Regions from separate parts of the Mus musculus genome. Here region 2 is linked to region 1. Evidence: chromatin contacts called from public Hi-C data. All regions are on one chromosome and are shown on one strand. The core of a region is the stretch at or near the end of the contact, and the rest is flanking DNA. Distances in the headings are between cores, read along the strand shown.

What was found. Hi-C and Micro-C count contacts between places; a contact is called where the count stands out from the background.
Region 2: a Hi-C map of cerebral cortex shows a contact between it and region 1, with 2.0 times the contacts expected there. The contact joins two enhancer-like sites. A contact is called at or near these places in 2 of 484 Hi-C or Micro-C datasets (the N1E-115 cell line and cerebral cortex), 3 of 115 datasets of contacts at active chromatin or transcription factors (craniofacial prominence, embryonic basal ganglia and embryonic stem cells) and 2 of 9 other capture datasets (embryonic stem cells and pancreatic islet).

What each region holds. Positions count from the first base shown.
Region 1 is chr9:36,892,864-36,899,103 of GRCm38.p6, reverse strand. It overlaps Pknox2 (Pbx/knotted 1 homeobox 2), which reads left to right. Exons shown (of 13, transcript NM_001029838.2): 11 at 3,717-3,793; 12 at 4,606-4,784; 13 at 6,047-6,240. Among named protein-coding and RNA genes, the nearest start is that of Fez1, 63 kb to the right of the region's middle. Within about 2 kb of position 3,958, at least 36 of the 459 cell types and tissues checked have an H3K27ac peak or open chromatin away from gene starts, as enhancers often do. A contact at or near this core is called in cerebral cortex, where this site is marked.
Region 2 is chr9:37,119,143-37,124,814 of GRCm38.p6, reverse strand. The region is part of intron 1 of Pknox2 (Pbx/knotted 1 homeobox 2); the gene reads left to right. Among named protein-coding and RNA genes, the nearest start is that of Pknox2, 25 kb to the left of the region's middle. Within about 2 kb of position 3,799, at least 51 of the 459 cell types and tissues checked have an H3K27ac peak or open chromatin away from gene starts, as enhancers often do. A contact at or near this core is called in cerebral cortex, where this site is marked.

The sequences.
Region 1 (6,240 bases), core at 2,709-5,208:
CCTGCTCCTCAACCGCTCTTCACCATCAAGCAGCCTTGCCCAGTTGTAGAAGTCTTCAGGCAGGCACTGAGAAGGATCTTGACTTTGCTAGTCAGGGCTATACCTTTTTCAAGGAAGACTCATTCACTTGGAGGGAGCTGCAGCTTGGGCCCTTCCTTTTGGCCTTCAGCAGAGTTCCTCCAGCTGGTGATCACAGCACAGCTTCCAGGGGACAATGCTCATCTCCTAAGATCTCATTTCACTCCCTCTCTTGTCCTTGGACTCAAGCCTTTCCAGTTGTGCTAAAAGTAGCCCTGACTCAATTGTGGTCTGTCCAGAAGCCAGGACTATTTTGATTCTGTCCTCAAGAGTCATGTGGTCTAAGGCGTGTACAAGCTGGACTGCTCCCCGGGACTTGACTGTGGTGCCAGGAATGTTCTGGCCCACACACCTGTTCCCAAAGCTGGGCTAACTGTTTCTACTCATCCACAGGCTCCACCCTGTGCCTCCTGAGGTGGTACGCTGGGACAGAGAGGTGGTGGGACCTGTTAGTAGGGGTGCTCATAAGAGATCTAAAAATCCCATCTATAGCATAACAATCTATGAATATTGAGCCATACTCATTCAAGAAGGTGGAAATATGTCAATCTGTGTTTAAGATACTCAATCCTTCAGTGCCAGAAGCAGAGACTCCTTAGAGACAAGAAGCATCATTCTTCCATAGTAGGCTAGGAGACTTCCCTCTCTGGGGTCCTTACAGGGGAAGAGATGCTCATCTGACTAAGTCATGGTATAAGGCTCCTGCCTTAAAGGCTTCTATCTCCTCTACTGGAGTAGTTTGGGTATTCTTCAAAGCCCAGTTGAGGCCCCAGTTCCCTAGGCATCCTCCCCAACAAAACAAACCCACTCTTCTCCTATGACCCAAAGAGCCTTAGTACACACTACCTACAGTGGAGGTGCTCGCACCTCCACCTTTCAGCTGTGAACTCCTAACTTTCAGATGTCTCTGACTTCTAGCACTCAGGAAGCAGCAGACATCCAGCCTGTGTAAACTGTTGACCCAACTCTGCTCAAGAACCAACCTCATCCATATGTCCTTCTTGTTGTGTCTGTTGACTTGTATACTCATACACCATAATTGGACCATTCCTGTGACTGGTCTGGGCACTATTGAGATAACTTCTTATGAGCCAGAGTTCCTGCCTAAGGGTAGTCCATAGTTTCCTTCTGGCTATGGATGTCCCTGTATTATGAGCACAATGCACTTATTCAGAGGCCTTGATGACCACCTTGGCCTAAGGAAGCTGAAAAGGCCTCCCTGAGGATTTGCTCTGTGACAGTTTCAGTGGCACTCAGAAATGTCTTCAGTGGGAAGATGAGGGAAGAGATATCAGTAGTAGATCAGTAATGGAGGACATGTGTGGTCAACTTGCATACCTGTAAGTTCTATGTCATGCAGTCTGAACTAAGTATGGATTGAAAACACTTGAAAAAAATTGCACTAAGCATATACAGATTCTTTTTCTTAACATTGTTTCCCTAAGTAATATGGTATAATGATTATTTCCACATGGTTATCTGAAATATTGTCAGTAATCCAGAGATGATATTTGGCACCAAGGAGAATATGGCCATCATATACGCTTTTCCTCTGAGTTTTCATAGTGCTCAGTTCCCAGGTCTGTGTAGGATGTGTAGGCTGTATGGAAATAGGGTGCTATGTTATGGAATGAGAATGGGTCATCCATAGATATTGCTGTCTATGAGGGGTTGTGAACCAATCCTCCATAGATAACAGGGAAAGATTCTGGCAGCCATAGATAGGAAGGCTTAGCTCCTTCCTGTGACCCTTGTGAAGTAGGATGGGAATATCACCAGGATCCCTGCCTGTTCACCCTTACACGGCCTGACATTTCCCCTTGTGGCCTTCTTCCAATTAGCATGAAATTGGCTCTGGTAACTCTGGTGTTCATTCCTTCTTGTTAGACTCTTAATATTGCATGAATCACAGCATCAGATGCCCTGGTGTGGTGGTCAGGGTCAGAGGTGTGAATTAAAACAACACATGATCCTGATTGCTTTAGTCAAGGGACATGGAGGCCAGCTGAAGAGGCTGCTTTCCTTTGTCACTGCTAACGCCAGCACTTCAAAGGCTGCAATACTCCAACTGCTCCCTCTGTGAGCTTTAAACATCTTGCCCAAGTCACCCCATCCTCACCGTACAAACTCTTTGCAAGTATTTAATCATCACATAACTTAATAACGTCTTGTTAAATGCCATGCCTGAGGTCTCACAATAGAGCTAGTTTGGGAGCCCCAATCTCTGGGACTTTAAAGAGTCCAAGCATTTCTTGTCTACTAGCAACAGGAGCAGAAAGAAAGATCCTGGTCTGAGAATGCTGGATGGCTTGGCGCTCTATGCCCAAGACCTCCAGGTCTCCTTCTCTGTTTCTAGGATTAATCCATAGTCTCTTTAGACTCTCCCAATGCCTACTGCCTGTGAGGCACTTGTGCCAGAGCCTCAGAAAGCCCCAGAATTACATTAACTCAGTGTTGTCTGGCTCCACACTCAGTGGCCTCCAGACCCTCCTCCTTAGGTTCTCCCTTTCTTTTGTTTCTGATTCCAGGTAGGTTTTTTGTTTGTTTTATTTTTGTGATTTTTTTTTTTTGTGGTGGGGCGGGGGGAGGATATTGTTTTGAGAGTCTCTTGTAGGCCAGGCTGATCACTCTGCTTTCACCTCTGAAGTGTTGTGATTATAAGCATGAGCCACCACACCCAATCAGACTTTTCCTTTCTTTAATGTCACTCAGTTCAGCCATCTTCCTGTGGCTCTGGCCACTTCATATTCCCTTTCCATACATTTCTACGGTGCTCAGCGCCGAAACTTCAGCATCTCCAATTTTGCCTTTGTTTTCCTCTATCAGTGGTCATTTATGTGTAAAGATGGTGCAGACACATTCTTAAATGTGCACTGTGTCCTCATGAAGTGCGGTTCAAGAGAGGGAATAAATGTGTAATCAAGGCCAGACCAGAGTATGCAAGACCGTAGGAGATATCTGTACCACTCAGCCCTCCGCAAGGGAACGCAGAGCCATAGTCTGAAGAACCGAGGTGGTAGGACCATCTGAGTGACTGTCCTATAACTCACTCTATAGACCAGTGCTGGAGTTAAAAGTGTGTGTCACTACTGCCTGGCCCACCTCACAATGTTAATATGTTTGATTAAATGAAGTTAAATGTATGGAAGCGTTGCAAAGGATTAAAAGGTCCTATGGCAGTAGTGTACCACTGTATATATCTGGTCTCTCCAAATTCTTAGGAAAAATCTGGATACATAGTAGATATAAATAACAAGTAATTTAGATTGTATTAATTCATGCCCCTTCCCCATGTACTGCCTTTTGGGGGCTTTCAAGACCATTGTTGATCCTAGCTCTGAGAATGCCTGCCTTTCTGGGGAATCAAGTGAGAGTCAGGGGAAAGTGCCTTGCGATCAATACTGAACTGACTGTAAAAACCGCCCTGGTCCCCATTGTGTGGCACTGTGCTGGGGGAGTCGAAGGCACGTGGGAGCTTCTTGTGTACACTCCAGATGCATTGTCCTCAAGAGCAAACATTGCCCTTTTCCGGTTCCGGCTCCCCATTCCTGAGCTGTGTCCATGTGCTGGGTATGAACACCAGGACAATCTAGCCTCCATATGCCCACAATTCCTCATTAGCCATTCTCTCCTTTCAGCACCCCTATCCCACTGAAGATGAGAAGAGGCAGATTGCCGCGCAGACAAACCTCACCCTTCTGCAAGTAAACAACTGGTGAGTTGGCATCACCTGCCCACAGGCTCTCAGATCCAGGAGCACATGCTTGGCTAGGGAACTCTGAGCAGGGAGAGGAGAGAGAGTGCCCAGACCTGCCTCAGCCTCAGCTCCACTGCCAGGCCAGATACAAGGAGCTGGAGTCAGCCTGGCCTGGCCTTCAACTGCAGCTTCACAGCACCCTCTGCTGGGAAATTGGGTCAAGTACATCCATGGAAACCTAATGAGTTTAGGGGGAAAAACAAAACAAAACAATACCACTGCTAGAGAATCTGGGTTCACCAGCCTAGCAGAGACAGACCAGAGGGTCTTACATCAGATACCAAAGGCACATCCAATCCAGCAGTGGTTATCTGGTCTACCCAACTCCATGTATGCTGAAACCAAAACATTTTACAAAGTAAGCTAGGAATGAGGAGGGAGAGATGCCTTCCTGAACTGGCAGGGATGTAGGGTGTCCTTGTCTGCTTCTGGTCAGGATGGACGGAAGGTACTAGACCCTAAAGCTAGGCCCCTGTTATAAGTCCAAAAGTTGGTGACTGTGTCCACAGCCCTTCCCTTCTCTGTTCAGTTCTGGTGGATCTTGAGTAAGGATTTCTGACAGCTCCTCATGCATTCTTCCCAGAGTCTTTGATCACCAAACCTTGGGTAATTCACAAACTCCTCGGGCATAGGATTTCTTACCTGTAGACTAGTACCCCTGCCTACAGACATTTGCGGGGAGCAGCTTAAATGTCACATTTGCTCACCCCAACACTATCCATGCGGCCCAGATGGTGTCTAACCAGGTCTTCCCCATCACCCCTGGGCAGGTTCATCAATGCCAGGAGGCGCATCCTGCAGCCCATGCTTGATGCCAGCAACCCAGATCCTGCTCCCAAAGCCAAGAAAATCAAGTCTCAGCACCGGCCCACCCAAAGATTCTGGCCCAATTCCATTGCTGCTGGGGTTCTGCAACAGCAGGGTGGCACCCCAGGGACGAACCCTGATGGTAAGACCAGGCCTAAGGATGCCCTCGGTTGGGGTTGGTGGGGCTCCCGAAAAGCAAAGATTCAAGGGTGAATGTCTCCTTCCCCAGGGTCCTGTCATTACTTTCCACAGTGCTTGTACCAGGTTGTTTTGTTGTGTTTTGTTCTGTTTTGTTTTTAGAGAGAGAGAGCTTACTAAGAAGGGATGTTCTGTGCACATTTTTGGTTTGTTTTTGTTATTGCTATTATCTGTGATTTGTTTTGTTTGAGGCAGGATCTCATGTGGTCTGGCCTCATATGGCCAAGGCTATTCTTGTATTCTGATCCTTATGCTTCTGCTCTCTTAGTGCTAGGTTTCCAAGTATGAGCCACAACGCTCATCTCTCATGTAAGTTTTAACAAACTTAAAGCAAGCTCACAATGGAATGGGAGAGGGTGGTCCTTGGAGTCAGTGGTTGCTCAGCAAGAGCCCTTTTCTCCTTGCTCCTCATACTCCCAAGTTTCTGAGCACAGACACTATCTACTTAGCTCTCCAAGGGCAAGGCCATCTATAAATACCAAGGCAGGCAGCTGGCTTGTGAACAGAGGCCAAGGGAAGCTTTGTTCTTCCAGATTCTCTATCACACCCTCCATACTTGCTCTCCAACGTGCTGGTTTCATGGTAAACAATGGATAATTTAATCAGCGAGACATTTCTGAGGTTGGCCCCTGAAGATCGCTGTGTGGGCACTAGGGTGGAGACACCCGTGCACATGCATATCTGCATGCCTATGGCTGTACACAGGTTCCTCTGTGACGTGTTGCCATCTGTTGAGGTAGATTAGGAATAAATAGAGGTGGTGCTGGACAAGTCTGCAGAAAATCCCAGTGCTAGCAGTGGTGACACAGTATCTGGAACCCAAGACTTAGCAGAAGATGAAGATGAAGACAAGACTCAGTTTCCTCCACTTCAGAATTCCTTTCAGAGTTCCTGCTTTACAAAGTAGTTGGAAATTTTAACTAATTAATTAATTAAAAAGTGCTTTCTATACTTATATAGAGAATGCTGAATATGTAGTAGCCTGGAGTGTTGCTGCCTGGAATGGTGCAGAAGTTAAGCAATGGAGGGATAGAAAGCTTCATGCCGGTGGATTGTCTCACTCAGGGTTTGGTGCTCTTACACCTTTTTTGGTGACAAGGGCCCCACCATCCCACAAGCCAGCCCATCCACCCTGTCCATCACTAAGGTTGCTGGGCCCAAGCCACAGTCCTTGCCTCATCCTAACCTTTGTCCTCTCCCATGCAGGTTCCATCAACTTGGACAACCTGCAGTCCCTGTCCTCAGACAATGCCACCATGGCCATGCAGCAGGCAATGATGGCTGCACATGATGATTCATTGGATGGCACGGAAGAAGAGGATGAAGATGATATGGAGGAGGAGGAAGAGGAGGAGGAGGAGCTAGAGGAGGAGGCTGATGAGCTACAGACAACGAATGTC
Region 2 (5,672 bases), core at 2,550-5,049, 230 kb before region 1:
AACCAGAGCTGGAAGGCTTTGCTGTGAGTTTGCTTTCGTGTATCTGATGTCCTCCATAAAACTGCAGGTTCCTTGAGGATAGGAGCTGCATCTTCTCCATCCTTATGTTGCCATGGTAACATCAAGTGCCTACTAAGTGTAAAATAAACACTTAATAAACATCCATTCAGAAAACTCAGCTGGGAAAGACCCTCCTTATCGAAGAAGTTAGAACTGGTTTTGTAGACGAGCAAAGACAAAGTCAAGAGAATTGCTCAGAGGTCTAGCTAATTCAAATGATAGGGCCAGGCTTCAGACACAGGTTGTGATCAGGCCAGGTCACCAAGCTGTGTATCTCTCTCTCTCATTCTCTCTCTCTCTCTCCCTCTCCCTCTCCCTCTCTCTTCCTCTCTCCCTCTCCCTCTCTCTTCCTCTCTCTCTCTTCCCCTCTCTTCCTCTCTCTCTCTCTTCTTCTTCTTCTTCTTCTTCTTCTTCTTCTTCTTCTTCTTCTTCTCTCTCTCTCTCTCTCTCTCTCTCTCTCTCTCTCTCTAATTTAAGGATGAGTAGAAATGTAGGAAGCAGAGGAAAAGAAGGAACAAACCAGGGGTAGGCTGTGGCATCAGCAAAATCCTAATGCTAGAAAAATGTTTGGTAGAATTTGGGGGAATAGTTGCAGTGAGTACAAGATAATTCTTATGATCTAGGGTTTAAAAATATGCACACACACATATACACATGCACACACACATATATACACACATTGTGTATGCATGAGACATGAAGGTAGAAGGGGGCTTTATTTAGAGAAAGAAGAGAATTAGTAGAGGGCCAAGGGAAGACTTACGAAGGCAATGGAGGTAAATGTGAGCAAAGTACATGGTATGTACATGTGAAGATACCATAATGAAAGTCACTATTTTGTATGCTAATTTCAAAATGAAAACAAAATAAGCAATTTAAAAATTAAAAAGGTGAGAGAATTGGAGGGGAGGGACAGGCCAAGGAAGAGAGCTTTAGGATTTGGGGCTTGAGGAATAGAGGCACCTCCTATGAGCACCTTAGAGGCAAGACCCCTCTCTGTGCTCTCTGATTCAGAAGTTGTGGTGGGGTGGATGTTAGGGGGAGTGGGATGCTGGTGAGCCACTCACGAGGTCCAGGAGAGGGCATGGGAATGTCTGCTTTTAGGCAGCTGGTCACACGTGCTTTGGGCTGCATGGAAACCCAACCCCGGCAGTATTGAAAAGCGTCACCGGTAATGCTGTTATATATAGCTTTCAACTTTAATAAGGTGTTGCAGAAACTACAAAAATACATCTAACCAAAACCACATTTCACTGGAAGCTGGATCTGGAATCCTTTTCTACTGCTCCTGTGTGGTGCTCTGTGCTGTCAATAGAGCTGTTTAAGCACAATGGAGAGCGGGTAATAGCGCACTATATGGCCTTTGTTTTCTGCTATGAAATATCGACATCAGAAAAGGGAGTGGATTACGGAGGCACTGGAGGGCACTGCGAGAAGACTCAGGGAACCTGGGGTGGGGTGGATGAGGGCAGATGGTAGCTGACCAATCTGTCTGTGTCTGGGTTTTTCTATCAGGAGCCTGGAGAAATTCACATGTCTCACTGACATGAAAAGGCTCTCAGTGATGATGGGGTTGGCTGAGGACTCACAGTCCTGGCACAGTGGTGCCAGGGAGGCAGGGCTGTGTGCTCAGTTGTGGGGATAGAGACTGAAATATGTGTCTGATGGTACCTTGGGGAGATAAGGACCAGTTTAGTCAGGAAACAGGCGCTGGGATCGCTTCCCAGGAAAAGCTCGGCTTGTGTCCATCTTGTGTGCTGTTGGAGGTTTGGGAAGGGGCATAAATGATCTTTTACTCTGATGCTCAGGATCCTGACAGGAGTCATGTCTGGGAAAGGTGGGGGCTCACAAAAGTAATGCTTGCGCACATGGTTCCTTCTAAGTAATAACAACAATAAAAGAATACAATCTCCCTTTATGGAGTGCTGAGTGGCAGGTGCTCATGTGTGCTTCCTTCTCAAGCCTTTCCATAGCTTTGGAAGGCAAATGTTGGCCCATTTTCTAGATAGGGACTGAGGCCAAGTAAGGGACTCCCTGCCTTGTTTGCTGAGTCTTTGCCTCCCTATCTCCAAGGGCCATGGGGAGGGTAGGATAACTGGGAAGGACAGAGGAGGCTGAAGCCAGCAGGCTTGGTGGGGTTTGGTCTTGCTTGCTTAGTGGAAAGAAGAGCAGGCACTGGCAGAGACTTCACTGTGAGCTGTCAGTGGGCCAAGGGCTGTGAGGGGCAGATTGCCTCAGGTAACCTGATGACAGTCCCCAGTCATGTGAGCTCCCTGTCTTCTCCATGCAGGTGAAGCACTGGCTGACGTGGTACCTTTAGGGTGTCTTCTCTCTTCTGGGCAACATTGTGGGGTCTGCCATTGGGTTTGAGGGATGGCCTGTCTCTCTAGATAGATTACATTTGGTTTGTTCAGAAGGCATTTATGGCTTTATAAAGCTCTTAAATTGGCTCTTTTCCCCCCTCAAAACATTTCTTCAAGCTTACAAGGCCAGTTTTAGAATAGCAATTACCAGCTCCAATATCCCCCAGCAAACTCATGCTGTGCTGTTGTATATAAACTGCTTGGGACATTTGTAATGCTGCCACACGGCATATCTGCAGGCGGAAAGCCCCTGTCTTGCCGAGGAATGCTTGCAGAGGCCCTTTCTCAGCCCTAATTTATGGGCCACATAAAACTCTTGTGAAGTTGCCCTGCATCTTTCTGAGGCAAAGTTGAGGATTTTTACTGTTTCAAGCTGCTAATTTTTTCCATTTAAAGCCAGCCTTCTGTCCGTGCCAGTGTGCATGTGTGCATACAAGTTGGCCACTTTAATTTATGTGCCTCCTTCTCTCTGTGTAATGCTTATAACTCACAAATGTGTGCATAATATAGCACCAGCTCTTCCTTTTTTACAAGAGACTCAGCTGCTTTGTCCTGTGGCTGCAACAACCTGGACCCCTCCCTGCATCTCCACCACTGAAGCCCAAGGAGGAAGTCTCAGTGCTAGGAGGGACACGCACCCAGGATGTGTGTAAACCAAGCAAGGCCTTATGTTCTTAATCTGTATCCCAGTTTACTGATTGCTGCTTTGACAAACACCTTAGCGAAAGCTTCTTGGGGAGGAAAGAGTTTGTTTCATCTTATAGCTTCCAGGGCTTCATGGAGAGAAGTAAGAGCAGGAACCTGGAGAACAGGAGCTGAAGCAGAACCAGGAAGGCTCACTGTACTGGCTTGCTTTCCCTGGCTTGCCTTTTTATACAACCCAGGACCACCTGCTTAGGGGCACTGTTCCTGCTGGTCTGGGATATATATATATATATATATATATATATATATATATATATATATATATATATATATATATACACATATATATATTATGTGTGTGTATGTGTATATGTATATATGTATGAAAAAAAACCAAAACCTGGCTGATACAGCCTGATAGATGAGGGCATTAATGAGAGGCAATGGTGGTGGGGCAGAACCTCAGATCTCAGAATTAGAATGTAGAGCCTAAATGCAGCACATGTACTACCCCAGGCAAGCCATGGGAACCTCTGAACGCCTCAGTTTCTCCACTCGCAGGATAGGGGTAAGGTTATAAATTTCTCACCAGAGTACTTTGAGTTTCAAGTATGCTAATGACTGTAAAGGCCTTTCATAAGCAATATCCAAGGGCTGGCTGGAAGCTATTCCAAGCTCTCAACTGCTGGCAGGGCCCCCTAGGAAGGAGAACAGCCAAGAGCAATGTGATGTCTCAGGGTTTTCCGAAGTCAAATCTCATGCCTTTGCATGAGCCCTGCTTCCCTAGTCTCTGGTGAGTCCTGAGCCGGGAGCTCTTGTGTAACACAAGCTGGAGTCGAAACTCTGCTTCTCCACCAGGGTCCTGTGTGCTCGGAGATGTTCGATCTTTTTGCATGAGAGTCCATTAATAGCCCTTCTCCACCCTCAGCCAGTTCCCATCCCTGCCCCTTCTTGGGAGCAATAATTCTCTCTTGGTCTTTACAGATGCCTCCCACCTGGAAGTCACTTAGCCTTCCTTCCCTGGGTTTCATGTGAATCTTAGAGCTTGATGGGTTATGGGAGAGTCATAAGCAGTGGGGCTCATTGCTCCCCGTCCTGGCTCTGTCCCCACTTGAGGGTCTTTATTATATTGACAGCTTCTTTAACACAGGGAGCCTTGGTCCTTGTGCGCACAGGCTGTGACTACTCTGGCTGATAGTAGGGGACATTCAGCTCCTCCTGGGGCTTTGGTGAGCCCCCTTGGCATAGAGAGCTCCAGTCCCAGTCTTGCTTCAATGTCTCTGAGGCATCATCTCCCTTTTCTTAACTGTTTGTGTTGGAATGCTCCCACTTGGATATTTTGCCACTAATGTGAAGCTCTAAGAGTTTAAAGCAGACTCATTCAACGCACTTCTAGGGACGGGAAAGATGCCGTCATTTATTGAGCATCTACAGCATGCCAGCCAGCTGCCTCGGTGCAGTGTATGCTCCAGGTAATTAAATTCTCACCACAAACCCAACTAGTCATAATCACTAGCATGGATTCAGCACTGGATATGCCAAACACTGCTCTGCGTTCCTTCCACAAATTCCATCCTCACAGCACTGTGGTAAAGGATAAAACCAAGGCATGGAGAAGTTAAGGCACTTGTCCAATGTCACACAGCTGGTAATGTGGGGAGATGGGATTAACAGCCAGAGAGTTTGGTTTTCAGCCTGGGCATTTAATCACCGCACAGGAAACTGTTTTCATTTTACCGCACCTAAATTTACATTGAGATGTAAAATGACATTCAGAGGGACTGCAGAGCTTGTCCAGTGATGCCCAGTCGGGAGAAGGCAGAGTCAAAATTCGAAGCCGTGCTGATCTGCTCTGAAGTACCTTCTGTCTTCCCACTGTGCTTCTGTTTCCTCAGTCTCTGGATTCAGACACCGTTTTCGTATCTACCTGTAATTCACAGCGGCAAGTGAATGAACGGGATTGTAAAATTATAATTTTTTAAGATGAAGATGATTTGGATGAAGGAGAGCTGAGAGGCAGGAAGAAGGGAAAGGGCTTGGCAGAAAAGGGATGTCCAGTACATCCTTGAGACAGAGAAACCTCTAAAGAATAGAGATTTATTGTTTTACTTGCAGAGGCTGGAAAGGCCAAGGCCAAGGGCCTTCTTGTATCATCTCTTGGCAGAAGGAAAGATGACAGATCCAGAAGAGCAAGAAGGGAGCAGAATTCATCCTTCATCAGCACACAGCATTAATTCACTTACCTCCTGACCTTATTACCTCCTAAGGTTCCCTCCTCTCAACGGTGCATCAGGACTAAGTTCCCAACACAAGAGCTTTGTGAGAGGCTTTGCGCTACTTCCCTGTTGCCGTGATAAAAGCACACCTACAAAAACAACTTAAGGGAGAAAGGGCTTATTCAGCTCACAGTTCCAGGATGCACCCCATCATTACAGGGAGTTGAGGTCATCAGAACTGGGAAACATCAGGTCACATTAAGTTGACAAGAGAAGAGAACAATGCATGCACGTACAATGCTATTCAGCTTATCCTTTCTACAGTCCAGGTCCCCCTTCCCAAGGAACAGTTTTATCCTCCAGTGGGTCCTCCTACCTCAATCAATGT